2 separate regions of the Danio rerio genome follow, and region 2 is linked to region 1. A link is a contact called in public Hi-C data. All regions are on one chromosome and are shown on one strand. The core of a region is the stretch at or near the end of the contact, and the rest is flanking DNA. Distances in the headings are between cores, read along the strand shown. Region 1 holds the start of pnpla7a (patatin-like phospholipase domain containing 7a). Region 2 overlaps npdc1a (neural proliferation, differentiation and control, 1a).

Evidence for each region. Hi-C and Micro-C count contacts between places; a contact is called where the count stands out from the background.
Region 2: a Hi-C map of an unstated tissue shows a contact between it and region 1, with 3 times the contacts expected there. The contact joins the enhancer-like site here to the promoter of pnpla7a in region 1. A contact is called at or near these places in 2 of 18 Hi-C or Micro-C datasets (hematopoietic stem cells and an unstated tissue).

What each region holds. Positions count from the first base shown.
Region 1 is chr21:15,057,350-15,065,254 of GRCz12tu, reverse strand. It overlaps pnpla7a (patatin-like phospholipase domain containing 7a), which reads left to right and starts at 2,896. Exons shown (of 10, transcript NM_001080655.1): 1 at 2,896-3,089; 2 at 3,502-3,539; 3 at 5,609-5,674; 4 at 6,006-6,093; 5 at 7,581-7,660. The coding sequence starts at 3,504. It overlaps clic3 (chloride intracellular channel 3), which reads left to right. Exons shown (of 6, transcript NM_199524.1): 5 at 500-675; 6 at 807-1,477. The coding sequence ends at 971.
Region 2 is chr21:15,115,356-15,123,260 of GRCz12tu, reverse strand. It overlaps npdc1a (neural proliferation, differentiation and control, 1a), which reads left to right. Exons shown (of 9, transcript NM_001128783.1): 3 at 7,523-7,615. Among named protein-coding and RNA genes, the nearest start is that of pou5f3, 28 kb to the right of the region's middle. Within about 2 kb of position 4,065, at least 9 of the 62 cell types and tissues checked have an H3K27ac peak or open chromatin away from gene starts, as enhancers often do.

The DNA of each region.
Region 1 (7,905 bases), core at 1,647-4,146:
ATGGATGGATGGATAGATGGATGGATGGATGGATAGATAGATAGATAGATAGATAGATAGATAGATAGATAGATAGATAGATAGATAGATAGATAGATAGATAGATAAAAATGTCAATAGATGGGTAGATAGATTTATATGTCAATAAATGTAACAATAAATTTATGGATAGATGGATGCATGGATGGATGGATGGATATGTCAATAGATGGATAGATGGACAGATAGATGTGTCAATAAATATAACGATAGACAGACAGACAGACAGACAGACAGAGACAGACAGACAGACAGACAGACAGACAGACAGACAGACAGACAGATAGATAGATAGATAGATAGATAGATAGATAGATAGATAGATAGATAGATAGATAGATAGATAGATAGATAGATAGATAGATAGATAGATAGATAGATAGATAGAAAAGAAAGAAAGATGTAACAATGGAGGAATGGATTGATTAGAATGTCATCACTTTAATGTTGAATCTTTCAGTGCTGGAGAAGAAGTTTCTAAAGAGCTTGATGAAGTTGGATCAGTACCTGTTAACTCCCCTTCCTCATGAACTGGACCAGAATCCAGAGTTATCGACGTCCACTAGACACTACCTGGACGGAAATGCACTCTCTCTTGCTGACTGCAACCTGCTTCCAAAACTACACATCGTCAAGGTCATTTTTCCCACCCCTTAGACAATAAATGCATTCAATTTGAAAATTATAGAGCTGATATAGTTAATTTTAATTACTGGTCATTAAACTTCATCTTGCTTAAAGATCTCAATTCTTTATCGACTTTTTAGGTGGTGTGCAAAAAGTACAGAGGTTTTGAGATTCCTGCAGAGCTAAAAGGCCTTTCAAAGTATTTGGACAAAGCATACAAGGAGGATGTTTTCCACCTGACGTGCCCCAAAGATAAGGAGATCCTTCTTGCCTACAGTTCAGTGGCCAAATATCTTAACAAGTAGAACTGGACTTCAAAGAGGGCGGAGGACAAAGAGTGTGTGGACTTTTTTTTTTTTGTGTAAATCTTTTCTTGTGTTTGCTCCAAAAACAGCCTTCAATATGTATGCTCTTAATGGGAATCATTATATATGGGTGGAGGTTGTTTTTGTTAGTTTTTCATTTAAAAACCACAACTTGTGAATATCAGATGCCTGCCCTGCTTGTTGCTGCCATTTTTAGTATTTAAAAGTGTGTCGCTTGTGTCTGTGGTTTTGATGGCTTGCGTTTGTATGATAGCCACTCGTTTAGAAACATCTGCGAATGTTGTCTTTGAAGGCCATATGAAATGAGACATGTAATTGGTTTGAAATTCTACCCCATGAGAAAAAAATAAGACAAAGCACTAGACAACTTCTACAAGGATGTTATTGATTTCAGGTGGCATTATTGTTTATAAGGATCTTCTCTTGTAACGTCCAGTGTGTATGAAACATCATGCAAACAAATAAAATTGCTATAAAAGATCAGAGATATGTTTGATTGTCTTTGGTTGAGCTAACAAAGGCAAAAATGGATAGTGAAATTACTTTTCCTTTGTCAAAAATACAAAAATAATAGGTCTAGTTATATTGTATATATGAAAAAATGATATGCTGTTAAACAATTACTATAATAATAATATGAAAGTAACAAATGCATAGAATTTAAGGCACTGCTGATCTACTGAGATTTTCAATCCCAACCACCTCTAGGGTTTACAGAGAATGGTCCGAAAATATACAGTGAGCAGCAGTTCTGGTGGGCAAATGCCTTGTTGATGCCAGAGGTCAGAGGAGAATGGCCACACTGGTTCGAGATTATAGAAAGGCAACAGTAACACAAATTACCACGTTACAACCGAGGTATTCAGAAGAGCATCTCTGAAGCGTCACAACACGTCACACCTTGAGGCAGATGGGCTACAGCAGCAGAAAATAACATCGGGGGCCACTCCTGTCAGCTAAGAACAAAATTGGACAATAGAAGATTGGAAAAACATTGCCTGGTCTGATCAGTCTCGATTTCTGATTTCTTCGGATAGTAGGGTAAGGGTCAGAATTTGGCATCAACGTCATGAAAGCATGGATCCATCCTGCCTTCTATCAACGGTTCAGGCTGGTGGTGTTGGTGTAATGATGTGGGGGATATTTTCTTGGCACACTTTGGGCCCATAAGTACCAACTGAGCATTGTGTCAGCAGCCTACCAGAGTATTGTAGCTGACCATGTCCAGCCCTTTATGACTACAGTGTACCCATCTTCTGATTGCCACTTCTAGCAGGGTAACGTGCCATGTCATAAAGCTTGAATCACCTCAGACTGGTTTCTTCTTCAATCCAATAGAGCACCTTTGGGATGTGGTGGAAGGGGAGATTCACATCATGGATGGACAGTTAACAAATCTGCAGGAACTGCATGACGCTATCACTTAATATGGACCAAAATCTCTGAGGAATATTTCCAGTATCTTGTTAAATCTATGCCACGAAGCATTCAGGCAGTTCTGAAGACAAAAGGAGGTCCAACCCGTTATAAGTAAGGTGTACCTAATAAAGCGGCAAGAGAGTGTATTTTGTAAATATGTACAATTCTTTTATTATTTTTGATTATAATTAAGCTTTTTTGAATAAGCATAATCGTTTGACAAGCACTAAACATTTTTTTTACAGATGACAAAATAATATCATGACGGTTTATCATTTTGTATAATTATCACCAAAGGTGGCATTAATAGCTGAATGTTACTTTGTTTTTTAATTACAGTAGCATTTTAAAGATCTGCATAATTATCGGTACACATTCACTATCTATGTGTGTTGTTTTGCATTTACACCAAATACGATTAATCAAACAACAGCGATTCTGATTGGACTCTTGATATTATTTGCAACCAATGAAATCGCACGTCACTGCCAAGCGAAGGACTGTCAAGGCGACAGCAGAGATTTGATTTCATGGGGCGAAAAAAGAAGCTCCCAAAGTTTGCGAAGGAGTGAGATGTGTGTGGAAATGGCAAGAAAGTGACCCGGCCGGCAGCTGTGCCACAAACCAATGCTTTAAAACGGAATTATTCAGCACCAGTCTTCAATTTCGCTGTCTTAAGTGAGTAAACTACTGTATGCTAGCTAATTAGCATTTCACTCTGTCACGTATAAACCACCTGCTGAAGAGCTGTTTTGTAAGATATTTATGCTTTATTTGTATATTTGTGCAGCTGCTCTGAAAATAATCCATAATTATTGTCAGTTTATAAAGGTTATCATGTTTGTTTACATTTTAAATGGCTACAACGCCCATAAAGCTAATGCATGTCGTCACTTACTCAATGACAACAAACACTGAATCATATTTGCCTAGCATGAGTATTTTCCATCGGATTATCTTAAGAAATATGTTAAGCTCAGTTTAAACAGAAGTTCGTCTGTCAACACTTTGCAGTTCAGACCTGTTGATATTTCTTGAATGTATGACCGCTTGTTGGCATGTTTTAAAAACTAAATTCTCTTCTTTTTAGATATGGGAGAAGAGGATGAAGGTCTTTGCCTGTATCCTGTGAGTATCAAGCGTTTCTATCATTTGTTTGTTTGAACATGGGAATATATAATCAGAATTTTTTGCCTTCTTTTGATCGTTTGTTAATCAAACCTGGCTCATTGAAAACGAACAGCACGTTGTTATTCATAATGGCAAATATGTTTAGAATGACATTAGTTTAAGTTATTGTATTTTCATTATTCATTACAAAGAGGAGTGCTGGATTAGTTGTTGAAGTTTTTTTTTTTTTTTTTTTTTTTTTTTTTTTTTTTTGCTCAAAGGGGAAGTGCTGTTGTATTTTTGTTCAAGACCGGAAAAACCTGAACAAACTCTGGCCCCTTTTAATCTTGTTTGAGTTCAAAGATATGGCTTGGATTTAAAAATAAATAAAATAAATAAATAATCATGAATTCAAAGAAACCCCAGCATGAGCAAAACTGCATTGTTCTGTGTAATGTGTAAATAAATTCATAGTGTCTGCGAGTTTGAAGTTTTTTTTTTTTTTTAAGCAAAAAAGTTATCAGTACAAAAATGTATTTTTTTAAATTTGAAGCTTTGTTAATAAAATGTGTGTTGACTATAAATGTGTGTTCAATATAAATGTGCTTTTAGAAAATTTCTGACATTTTTATGATTTTTTACTCCGTGTTAAGAGCTGCTCACACCAAGCATTCTAACGATAAAGACATTCTTCTAAAAATCATTCTGAATGTGAAACAAACAACTGCAGAGTACAGACCACGGCTGTAACAATAAACAATATAGAAAAAGAAACTGAAAGATACTATATTGTTGGGATCATTTTCAGAACGTTTTTCTTTTTCAGCTAATGATAAAATACTGACAGTCAATCAGAATCCATGTTAGAAATAAAAAAAAGCAATTTTAAAAATACAGATGACGTTGTGGAAAAAGCTCTCAGCTTTATGTTAATCTATTTTCTATGTTAAGAAAAATAGTTTTTTTACCATGGGAGGAAATTATTACAATTATCATGGAACCAAGCCAGGCTAGCGAACTGAAGTATAAAAATAAAAGCACCTCAGGTATTATGTTTCGGCATCGTTGTGTTTTCTCCTGTGAAAATCCTTGGGGAAATAACTAGTGTCATTTTTAGTGTTGGTTTTGTGTTGTTTTTGTGTTAGTGTCATATTTATTGACACATCCATCTATCCATCCCATCTATCTATTGACCCATCCCTCCACACGTCTTGTCTGTCTGTCTGTCTGTCTGTCTGTTTAGTGTTAGTATGTGTTTTTAGTGGGTTTTAAGTTATGGCATCCAAAATAAAAGTTTGTCTTGACATAACCTGTGTGTGTTATGGATATTTATTATGTGTGTACATATAAATAAACACATACATGGATATGTATGTATGTATGATGCAAATTATATATAAATTTAAATACCTATGTAGCTAAATCGTTTCGTTTTATCATATATACATAATAAGTATATCTAACACACAAACATATATTCTGTCAGCACTCAATGATAAGAATTACACATAATTTTTTCTGTAACAACCAGTACAGCGAAGAGACTGCAACATTAAAATATGATGCTAAAAAACATCTGTTTCTAACGCCTTGGAAGCAGACATTTAAGTGATGTTTTGTACAGTTTGTTTGCAATAAAATACCTGCATATTTTCTATACTGCTACTTTTATTAACATTTTAAATATTTAAATTGTAGATTGGCTGATTTTTTGACACATTATTTAAAATATGTGGCTAAGAAATAGCTGTTAACTTTTTTTTAATTTTTTTTTTGTGGGGCCAGTGAAAATATTGGAGAGGCAAGTAAAAATCTGAACCACTGGTGCGATCGGGCCAGTAGAAAAAATCTTTAGCATTGAACCTTGAATGTGAAAACAAACTTTTATTTTGGATGCCATTAATCATGATTATTTTTTGCCCTGCACTAGTTGTTTTAATTCAACTACACTGATATTGCGATTGCTAAATTCATTGTTTGACTAGATAGATTATATGGACTCCTGTTGGTTACAAGTGGTAATTTTGTTTTCATTAATTACATTAATTATAATAGGTGTGTGATTCTATATTGGTGTCTTTCCTCAGGCTATTGGGAGTGACATTCGTTCTCGCCTGCAGCAGTTTGTGGAGGAGAGAATGCAGACTACTATGGTACACAACACAAATTTATCAACGTGTTCCCTAATGAATCCAGTCTGGTATATTTCTCTATAATAGCATTTAGTGCAAGGGGAAGGTGATGAGACTGACTCCAATCACATGTGCAGATAATGTGAAGTGATATTGATATTTGTTTAATCGTATTCGGGTTGATGCACCCATGTTGACTTTTTATTCCTTCTGCTATTGTTGCTAAAAGTATATGCTGTATTACAAGTTTTGATAAAAGGGTAATCAAAAGTCCAGTAGTAGAACACAACAGTTTTCATGTAATAAATGTCCTATTTTTTACTTTCTGTGACTTCTGTGTTGTCTGTTGCAGCTGACTGGTGTATTGATCGGGGCTGCGGTGGCTGTGTGTCTAATAGGAATTACCGTGCTGCTCCTCTACCGCAGATATAAACATGCGAGTACGTTTCACCTCTTGTCCAAAATGCATGCTGTCTGAAGAGCTTGATTTTGCATTGTGTTATTTTAGCTTGTTGCTTTGTTCTGAATGTGTTTCATGTGGTTGTTTGCTACTTTTTAATAGATTGTTGAAACATGCAGTTAGCAATAATATTGTGAAAGAACACTGCAAATGATTATGCAAGTAAAACAACTTTAAATTGAATTTTCTAACTTGAGTTTTCAGCATAATAATCTTTCGTGTTGAGTCCTATTATGCATTCAAAATCTGTACTGTTTCTAGATTTCATATCTGTTTTATATCAATTAACAGCAGTTATAAAATAGTCATAGTTAAATTAAAAAAAAATTAAACGATTATATTGTGTCTTATGTGTAATTTAATTACATAATTTATTAATACATAATACATATTTCAAAGCTTTTGAATTTGTCAATTTAAATATCGATGAGAAATATTTTAGTTAAATAAATCATTGCTTAAAAAAATGTAAATTTTTTTTTAGATATACTGTAAAAAAAACGCTAAACATTGTGCAAAAGTTTTAGTTTTGACACTTGCATACCTTAAAGACACCTCTTATATGGAGAATAAGGTCATGTGAATTGCTCAGGTGTGAGTTTTTCACACTTCAACAGAGTGTAAAAATCCTGATGGTTTTGTGGGTCTCGTCTATTAAATCTGATCGTTAATTTATACTTTCTATTAGATTTAAGTCAGGTGATTGGCTGGGCCATTCTACGGCTCAATTTTCTTTTTCTGAAACCATTTGAGAGTTCCCTTGGCTGTGTTTTGGATCATTGTCTTGCTAAAATGTTCACCCTGGTTTCATCTTCATCATCCTGATAAAGTAGATGTTAGACTTAAGCAACTACAATGAGGAATGGCAAAGGGTTGCTGAATAACTACTTAGAGATTTCAGCTGCTGTCTGCACTTTCACTGCCTTTCTACACTTCCCTTTCTTCATGTGTTCAATACTTTTCCCTTGTGTCATTTAATTTTAATACACATAACTTCATTTTTAAACTAATTAGTTTGTTTTCTTTGCATATATGGATTTATTTGGTTGTTACCAACATCTGGTGAAAACTCAAGTCAACAGCACCTTTACAAATATGTTTTCTGAGAAAAGTGGAGGCATGTTGAATACTTATTTCCCCCTTTGTTTTTGGGTCCAAAATGACCCAAACACTAAATGCTGAATCCTTAAAAAAAGTTGTATATTTTGAGGGTCATAAAGCATTTGTTCCACTAAAAATTTGCTGATAAATCTCCTCAGGGTCAACAAAGATTAAATTGTATTACGAGGGCCAACACTTGATTCTTAGTCATTGTAATGCAGATTTTTTGTTCATGTACATGCTATGAGTGTATTTAAAGCATCCTTGTTGAATTATAACTATTATTTTTAACATTTAACTGATAGTGTATGTTTACAGTAAGTCAGTGGAACGCCATTATGCATCTGCTTGTGTGTGTGTTTTAAGGTCAGGAGGCTGGGGTTCCTCGCTATCGCTTCAGAAAAAGAGATAAAGTGCTCTTTTACGGCAGGAAAATCATGAGAAAGGTGAGTCCATTCTCACTTAATTCTATTTGCTCGCTTGTGATTTGCACTGTTTAGCTGCTGATTAATAGTCACTTTTCCAGTACAGAAGACAAATAGCCGAGGGGTCATACTCTGACTCTGCTGAGACTTGCACCGCAAATAGTCATTTATAGGTGTAATTAAAATGTACATAATCACCTTCAACCTCAGACTTCCTCCACTGGGGGGCAGCATAGAGTGTGGCAAGTGTCAAATGACTATCCTGT
Region 2 (7,905 bases), core at 2,816-5,315, 57 kb before region 1:
CGACTAATCATCATCCGGCTATGTAGGTCAGCAGTCTAGCACTCAGTTAACATCCAGAAAGAGAGAGAGGGTGAGAGACAACAGAGATCAGGACATCAGAACATAAACACTATTCTAATTTTAACACCTCTATGACAGGGTTACACATCACTTTAATTCATTCATTCATTCATTTTCCTTCGGCTTAGTACCTTACTTATAACGGGTTGCCACAGCGGATGAACCACCAACTATTCCTACATAGATTTCACACAGCAGATGCCCATCCAGCCCCAACCCAATACTGGGAAAGTTATAAATCACATTACTGACTGAAATAGCATGACTGGTATTTGTGCTTGCTAGTAGTTGCTAGTTGCTTATGTCTTTGAATCAAATTTAAGAATTTGATGTATTTAATTATTATTTTTTGTAGGATTTATGTTTGCGTATTTTTTTTTATTTGTATATCTGCACTCAATTATCTGATTAATGCCTGAAGGCTTGTATTCACTGATTGGTGCACTTACTAAAGACGCCACTAGACGGCAGCATAATAGTGTTCAAAACTAATTTTAAGCCAGTTTTAAAGGGATAGTTCCCCAAAATAAAAATTTACTTGGCATTTGGTCACCCTTAGGTGGTTTCAAACCCTCAACGAGTTTCTTTTTACTGTTAAACTTAAAGAAAAAAGAAGATATTTTAAAGAATGTTGGAAAACAATAACAACTGACTCATAGGATATTTAAAAAAATAAAGAAGCCAATGGTTGGCGTTTTCAGAATTTTAAAATAATATATTATTTATTTATTTATTTATTTATTTATTTATTTATTTATTTATTTATTTGTTTGTCTGTAACTGTCCCTTTAAGGCAAAAAAGCCACATTTAAGTTACTAAAAATGCAAAGGGTCACACACTAATATTTGTGTGTGAGTATTGTTGTTTACAAATCAATATTTGTTGTTTTACTGCGTGTTTACGATTGCAGTTGAATATCTAGCTAGATCTTGCTAGTCTTTAATGCTTTTCCCATGAAATGGCACTGAACATGAACATAATCTAAATGCATTTCAGCAGTAAATGGATTTAGAATTGCATTGTGTAGTATTGCCATAGTTTTAATGCAAAAAAAGGCATCAAAATGCAAAAAGAACAACAATTTTGATCAAGAGTGATGATAATAATAGACATTTGAAGAAAACTGGAAACAGTATTTGTAAAATTCAGCTTTTAATTTCATAATTGACTTATCATTTAGGTATCTGTATATGAACGATACATAAAAGAGTGAAGAAAAGTCTTTATTCCTTCATCTGAAAGTTTAAAATAACGACAGCATTTATTTACTTTCAGTTTATAAAGCATTGAAAGTTTGATTTAAAAAAATAAAATTTAGTTTTTACACATAAATAACACAAAAATGAAGTATTTTTAAAGGCCGAGTAAATGTATGACATTCACCATTCACTTCCATTACAAAGCTGACAAGTATATTATTGAATACAACTCTAAATATAATTCTTTTGTGTAAACGAAGACAGGTATACATCTATGGTTTGATGCTTTGTAAAGTAGGGTATAATTATCATTTTTGTTGCGCTGTTCCTTTAAGAATGAACCCATCAGCAAGATCATACATGTGGCTATTATTGCACATGACACTACACAAATTGTAGCATAAGAAAATACAAAAAGTAGCATAATCTTAATCTTTGTACCTGTATATATATATATCAACTCATGTCATACTAGTTTGAATATTTTCTAGGTAGAAATGCAATAGCATAAAACAGTGGAGCTTGTTTTCTGATCTTGCAGCACTTGCTGAGTCATAACTGGATTGTTCGTTTTGTAAAGTGTAGATTTACAGGGCGGCTGGTGCAGATGGTTTGTCCCGCCTCTCTGGCACCTGCTGTGGCAGGACGGGGGTGTTGGTGGTGTCACATCAGTCTTGTTCCAGCAGGCAGATGGCCAGTCATCTGTAGACCAAACACACCTTCATTACAATAAACTTTCCCTTTTCTTGTAGCTCCCGCCTGTCAGCACTTTCAATACACTGCAGAATAAAGAGAGAGAGTCGATAATCAAGATTACGTACGCTGTATATGGGGTTCATCACATCATCTCATCACCTAACACTCTCAAATCAACCTGGTATATATTTTTGTGTGTGTATAGAACAGTGAATTCAATTATTATCTGAATAATTTATTAATTATTGATGATATTTAGTATTCTTTGCATGTGGATATTATTTGTGGAAGATTCTATATTGTTTTGTTGACTGTAAATTGTATTATCTAGCTTATACTGGATGATGTACTTAATATTGTGTTATTAAGTATACTATTAATATTATGATATTTTAAATAATGTATTTGGTTATTAAACATAATAAACTTAACTAAACTTCTACACTAGAACTGATTGTTGTCATTAATATTTATGGTTAATGATTTTTTGTTTGTTAGAGGCTAACAGACTAGAGCTGGTTGACATAATAAAATATATTATAAATGTAAATACAGTATAAAGTGACAAGTTATATATAAAGTGTATGTGTGTGTGTGTGTCTATATATATATATATATATATATATATATATATATATATATATATATATATATATATATATATATATATATATATATATATATATATATATATATATATATATAAATATATAATTAGGGATATATATTAATCCGTTTTTTGTTTTTTTACCTTACCAAATTTGTAAAGATCGCAGAAAGATTACCTTTCATGTTATTCAAATGACATGTATGAAAGCATTTAGGTTTTCCTGTAAAATAGAATGATGACAGAAAAAGTTGTGGTAGGTTATTCGGGATGTGGTGGGTTTCTTAGAGTATTAAAGGTGTTTACTGTCACTACTTGTTTAGCCTGCATTTATGCATTGACTGTAAGCTGCACGATTAATTATTAAAAGATCAGGATTTCAACACCCACACAACATAAATTATAAATGATAGTAAATTGAAAATTTTATTCAGAAAAATGTATTTTTATTCAGCTGATTATTTCATCATTATATTTGTTAATAAAATTACAGGTTCTAAGATCTGTCTGTTAAACAGTTCTGTTTTGGTAATAAAAGGAAAGCAAATTACATTTGTTTCCTCCTCTTTATGGCTGATCCGAAAAATGGTCTGATACGTGACTAAAAAACCATAATGTGATCCAAACCATGAGATTTGTGATGTGTTACACCACTATACATACATGCATACATATATACTATTATCATATTAACAATGGCAGATAAATATTAATAACATAATCACAACCAGGCCAGTCATCAATGCTAAATTATGTTAACAATATCAACACACACATCCTATAAATGGTCGATATAATTCATATCAATATTTTAAGTACATTATGTTGTCTACTAATACTTAAGCAACTAGGCCTGGATGACAATGAGTTTGTTGATATTGGCTAACCGGTGCTGAGTAATGTATTGAATATTTATGAAATTAGAGCTATTATAAAGCTAAATACTAAGACTAAATATTGTTTATAAAATGTTATGCTTGTTACTACATACTTTTTTATTGAATTATCATTACATTGATTACAGACGTGTTTCCCAGTGATGGGTTGCAGCTAGAAGGGCATTTATGCGTTAAACATATGCTGAATAAGTTGGCGGTTCATTCCGCTGTGGTGACTCCATATTAATAAAAGGAATCAGAAAATGAATGAATGATTACAGGAGTGCTAGGTTAAAAATATTGTAGCAGTAACTTTTATTAAAAATGTCAACACTGATTGATTCCTTTTTATGATTCCTTGAGTCTTTTGATTTAGCGTTATGATTCACTGATTCAACAATCACAGTTTATTCTGAACATTCAGTGAGTGTGTGTGTTGTTCTCTGGTGCGTGAAAGATAACGAGCATCCCATCGACCACACATACACTCACACACAAACACACCCACACACACTCAGACCGTTGCCGAGGAGGACGATTCTCCATAGTCTTGGAATGCAGATTACTGTCTGGACAAGAGAACCATTAAACCATGTGCTGCCTTTGTGTTGCTTTTAGAGCGTGTCAAACAAACAACAGCCTGGCACACTCTCACTGTCAGGACACACACAGCCCAGTCAGCACACTTCAGCACATTAGAAACTGGAGGGTTTGTGGATTTACACAATTTACTCTCTTTGCAGTTATTACTTGCAAGTTCTCTTCAAAATGAAAAATCTGCCACGTTTATTCACTATCATGTCATTCCAATACCATAAATATTTTGCAATATCTTTGAAACGTAAATGCAAATGTGTTCAATCATGTTTGAGAGATTCTTCCATCACACTTTTGAGAATGTGTTTGCCCAAAACTCAGATGATGCATTAAGAGATTCCTTCAGGAAAATAATATGTATGAATTAATCGGTTTAATCCATGTTTTATGAAATATAACCAGCTTTCAAACAAAGTAACAGACCACTTTAAAGCTATTATCATTTCTTTGGATTAGTCATTAAAATGTAATAGGTTATTTTAAATAAGAATAATATTGTTTGGGGCATTTATTTGCAGAAATTTGCAATACTTACCCCTAATGTCTCAAGACATGGAATTGTTTATACATGCATTTAAGTGCTCTAAATAATAATAATCTTATTTTGAAATTGAGCATGTCATCAGTAAAGCACAAATGAACATTGTAGTCAAAACACATACATATTAATGGGAAATCAAGAGAGCTGATTATAACTTTAAAGTGGTCTCTGTTTTAACATTTCTCAGCAAACATAAACAGAAGCTCAACCATCTATACTTGCTTGGCATGAGAAAAGAAGGGTCCTATCATACACCTGGAGCAATTTGGCGCAAGGCGTGACGCAATTGTTTTTGGCTAGTTCAGCACGGCGCAAGACTCGTTTTGACGTTCTGCACCATGCTGTTTAAATAGCAAATGCATTTGCCCTCATGTGCGCCCATAGGCATTCTGATCTAAAAAAGGAGGCGTGTTGAGGCGCATTGCTGGCGCATTGCTATTTTGAGGAACTTAACTAGACGGTTCAATAGACCAGATCAAAGCCGGTCTATTGTCCAGCGCAGAGCACGTTAGTTGTCGCCTTGCTTACACACTGCTTAATACACACAGGGTGTACAGCAATACGCAAATATCTTTACACATGAAAAAGAATTAAAAGATTAAAATATTACAAAAATTATTATTTTCTAGCCTACATAAGTATAAAAACCATACTTTCATGCCTTCTTCATCTCAGGGGGGCTTTTTCAGTTTATTCATAACAATTTGCTTTTAAATAATGTTATTATAATTAGCAGTATTATTTATTATATGCATATTTATATTTGTTTTATTAAAAAGAAGCTTAGATTTGTCCACCTGTCAGGTTTTAGACCATATGGGGCACAGCATGTGTATTTGGATATAACTCCGGTTTTTGACCACACTTCATTATTATTGTTCATTTATTCCTTTGCTGGAAATTAGAACTGAAATTAGAAATTGTTTTGAAACGAATCTTTGCGCTTAACAAACTAAATTAATTATGTATAGGCTAATAGATGTCTGTGCATACAACATGTTTCCTTATCCACGAGAGTGAAAGTTAAAGTAAACAATGAGGAGTCTCATCTCTCATTCTCGCGCTGCAGATGTTCTATGCACTCATGCACTATGTACTTATGCACTTACACACTCAACAGGATAGTATATGTATGTAGTGTCGTCCCAAATAGCACACTAATGTGTTTTTACTAAGCGGAAATTCAAACCGTTTCCCTGATGACGTTTGACGGTCGCCAAATCATTGAAATAAACGACCGAATTATCAAATAATACCTGCCGTGAGTATTGCTGCATTCACCATCGGGAGGCGCTAAAATCACTCTCGTAGGAGAATTTTGCTTTCACCATCAAAAATAAATAAAGTTATTCAACATGTGCGTCTGATAGCTCCGCCCCTTCCGCTACGTAAGCAAACCTGTGGTCATTGAGTGCGTGAAGTGTCCATCATTACACACTTCATTTTAGCGGCTGAATGAGTGCATCATCCGGGTAATTAAAGTGCACTTATTATTTTTAGAGTTTTCAGTGTGAACACACTACTTATTCTATTTATACTACAAAATGGCGTAGAATAGTGCATAAGTATGCGATTTGGGACGCAGCTTCTGATTGGCTTATTCTTAAAACACACCTATAACTCATTAAGAGAATAAGCTCAACCCTGTAAGACCATGGGCCACGACGCAAAGTGGATTTTTCCATCCTTAAAATAGCAAAAGTGGATTCTGACTCACCCTTAATGCATTTGCGCCCTGCGCTTCATACTTTGCGTATGGATCGTCAAAATAGAGCTCCAAATCTCACTGGTTCCTATGGAATGGCAAAAGTACCACATTATGTGTAAGAATGAATTTGTTTGGTTCTTGTGCAATCTCATAAGTGCCACAAAACCCTTAAGAATGAATCTCATTGGTTCATGTGGAATCACGAAAGTGCCACATTACTCGTAAGACTGAATCTCACTGGGTGTTTTAAAATCTCTAAAGTGCTACATCACTTGCGAGAATGAGTGTCATTGGTTCTTGTGGAATGTCAAAAGTGCCACATCACTTGGAAGATTGAATCTTATTGTTTTTTTTTAACATTTCAAAAGTGCCACATTACTTGCAAGCATGAATCTAATTGGTTTTCATGCATCAAAAGATTAAATGTTTGAGCTTCTGTGACTAAACTTGAATGTTGTAAACCAGTAGTTTCCAATAGTCTCTAGTAGTGTTGAAAACCTTGATTAGTTGGATCAGCTGTGTTCGATTAGGGTTGGAGCAAAACTGTGCAGAGCTGTGGCCCTCCAAGAATTGAGTTTGAGACCATTTTTGTAAACATTGATGATCAATGTTTGTATGTAAATCACTATATGATAGGATTATGTCTCTTCTGAAGACGTGTCTTGCATTTAACTTTTCAATTCATATATAAACCATTTTAATGTGGTCATGTCATTGGCCCTTGAACATTTCTTGCTTGTTGCCAAACTATTTCATAACTGTCACAAGATGCAATTCAATCATAACTCTACGTTAAAACAGCCATCTTAATGTTATTTATCAATATCAGGGCATTTTTGGAGTCTCAGAAGCTATGGTAATGAAAAATGTAAAAAAGGAAACACTTTAGGACCATTGTTATTGTTTTTACATCCCTCAAAATGTTCTATCCATATTTTATGTTCATAATAGGAATGTTTTTAATTGTCACAGTTTAGGATGAACAGACCTCTCAGTTTTGAACAACTGACTGAATTTAGACTTTGTTTCTGTTCGAATGTTAAACAAAATTCTTCTTTGGAAAGTAATTATGGTGAGTGAATGATGACAGAATTTTCATCTCAGTGTGAAGTGACCTTTCAACTCTTGACATTTTAACCTTTTGTGCACGTTCAATGACAGTAATCTCGTAGTATTTTTAGCACCATCCACGACGCTGTTATTTTTTTTCACCATATCCTGTCTTTTCTCCACAGATCCAGTGGCCCCACTTTCTGGCATAGATGAAGAAATCGACTTTCTGTCCTCCGTCATCACCAAGCAGCAGTTGTCGGAAAGCAAGCACTCAGGTTTGAACCATTCACTCTTCAGAGCTGTGTGGTTTTGGTTAGTGGTGTTGGACAGCGGTTATAGCGGTCATGACTCAAAAAAAACCCTTGCGAACGCTCCACTGCATCGTGATGTGTGAAGTTTCACACTGAATATGCTGAACTTCTTAAACATGACAAATAACGATTGCTGAAACCTTTGCCGCTTTTTTAACAGTGGAAAGACACTGCAAACAAGAATGAAAGATAAGAAATGAACTGTGTTCGATAAATAGAAGGTCTAAACCATATATACATCTATTTGTTTAGAT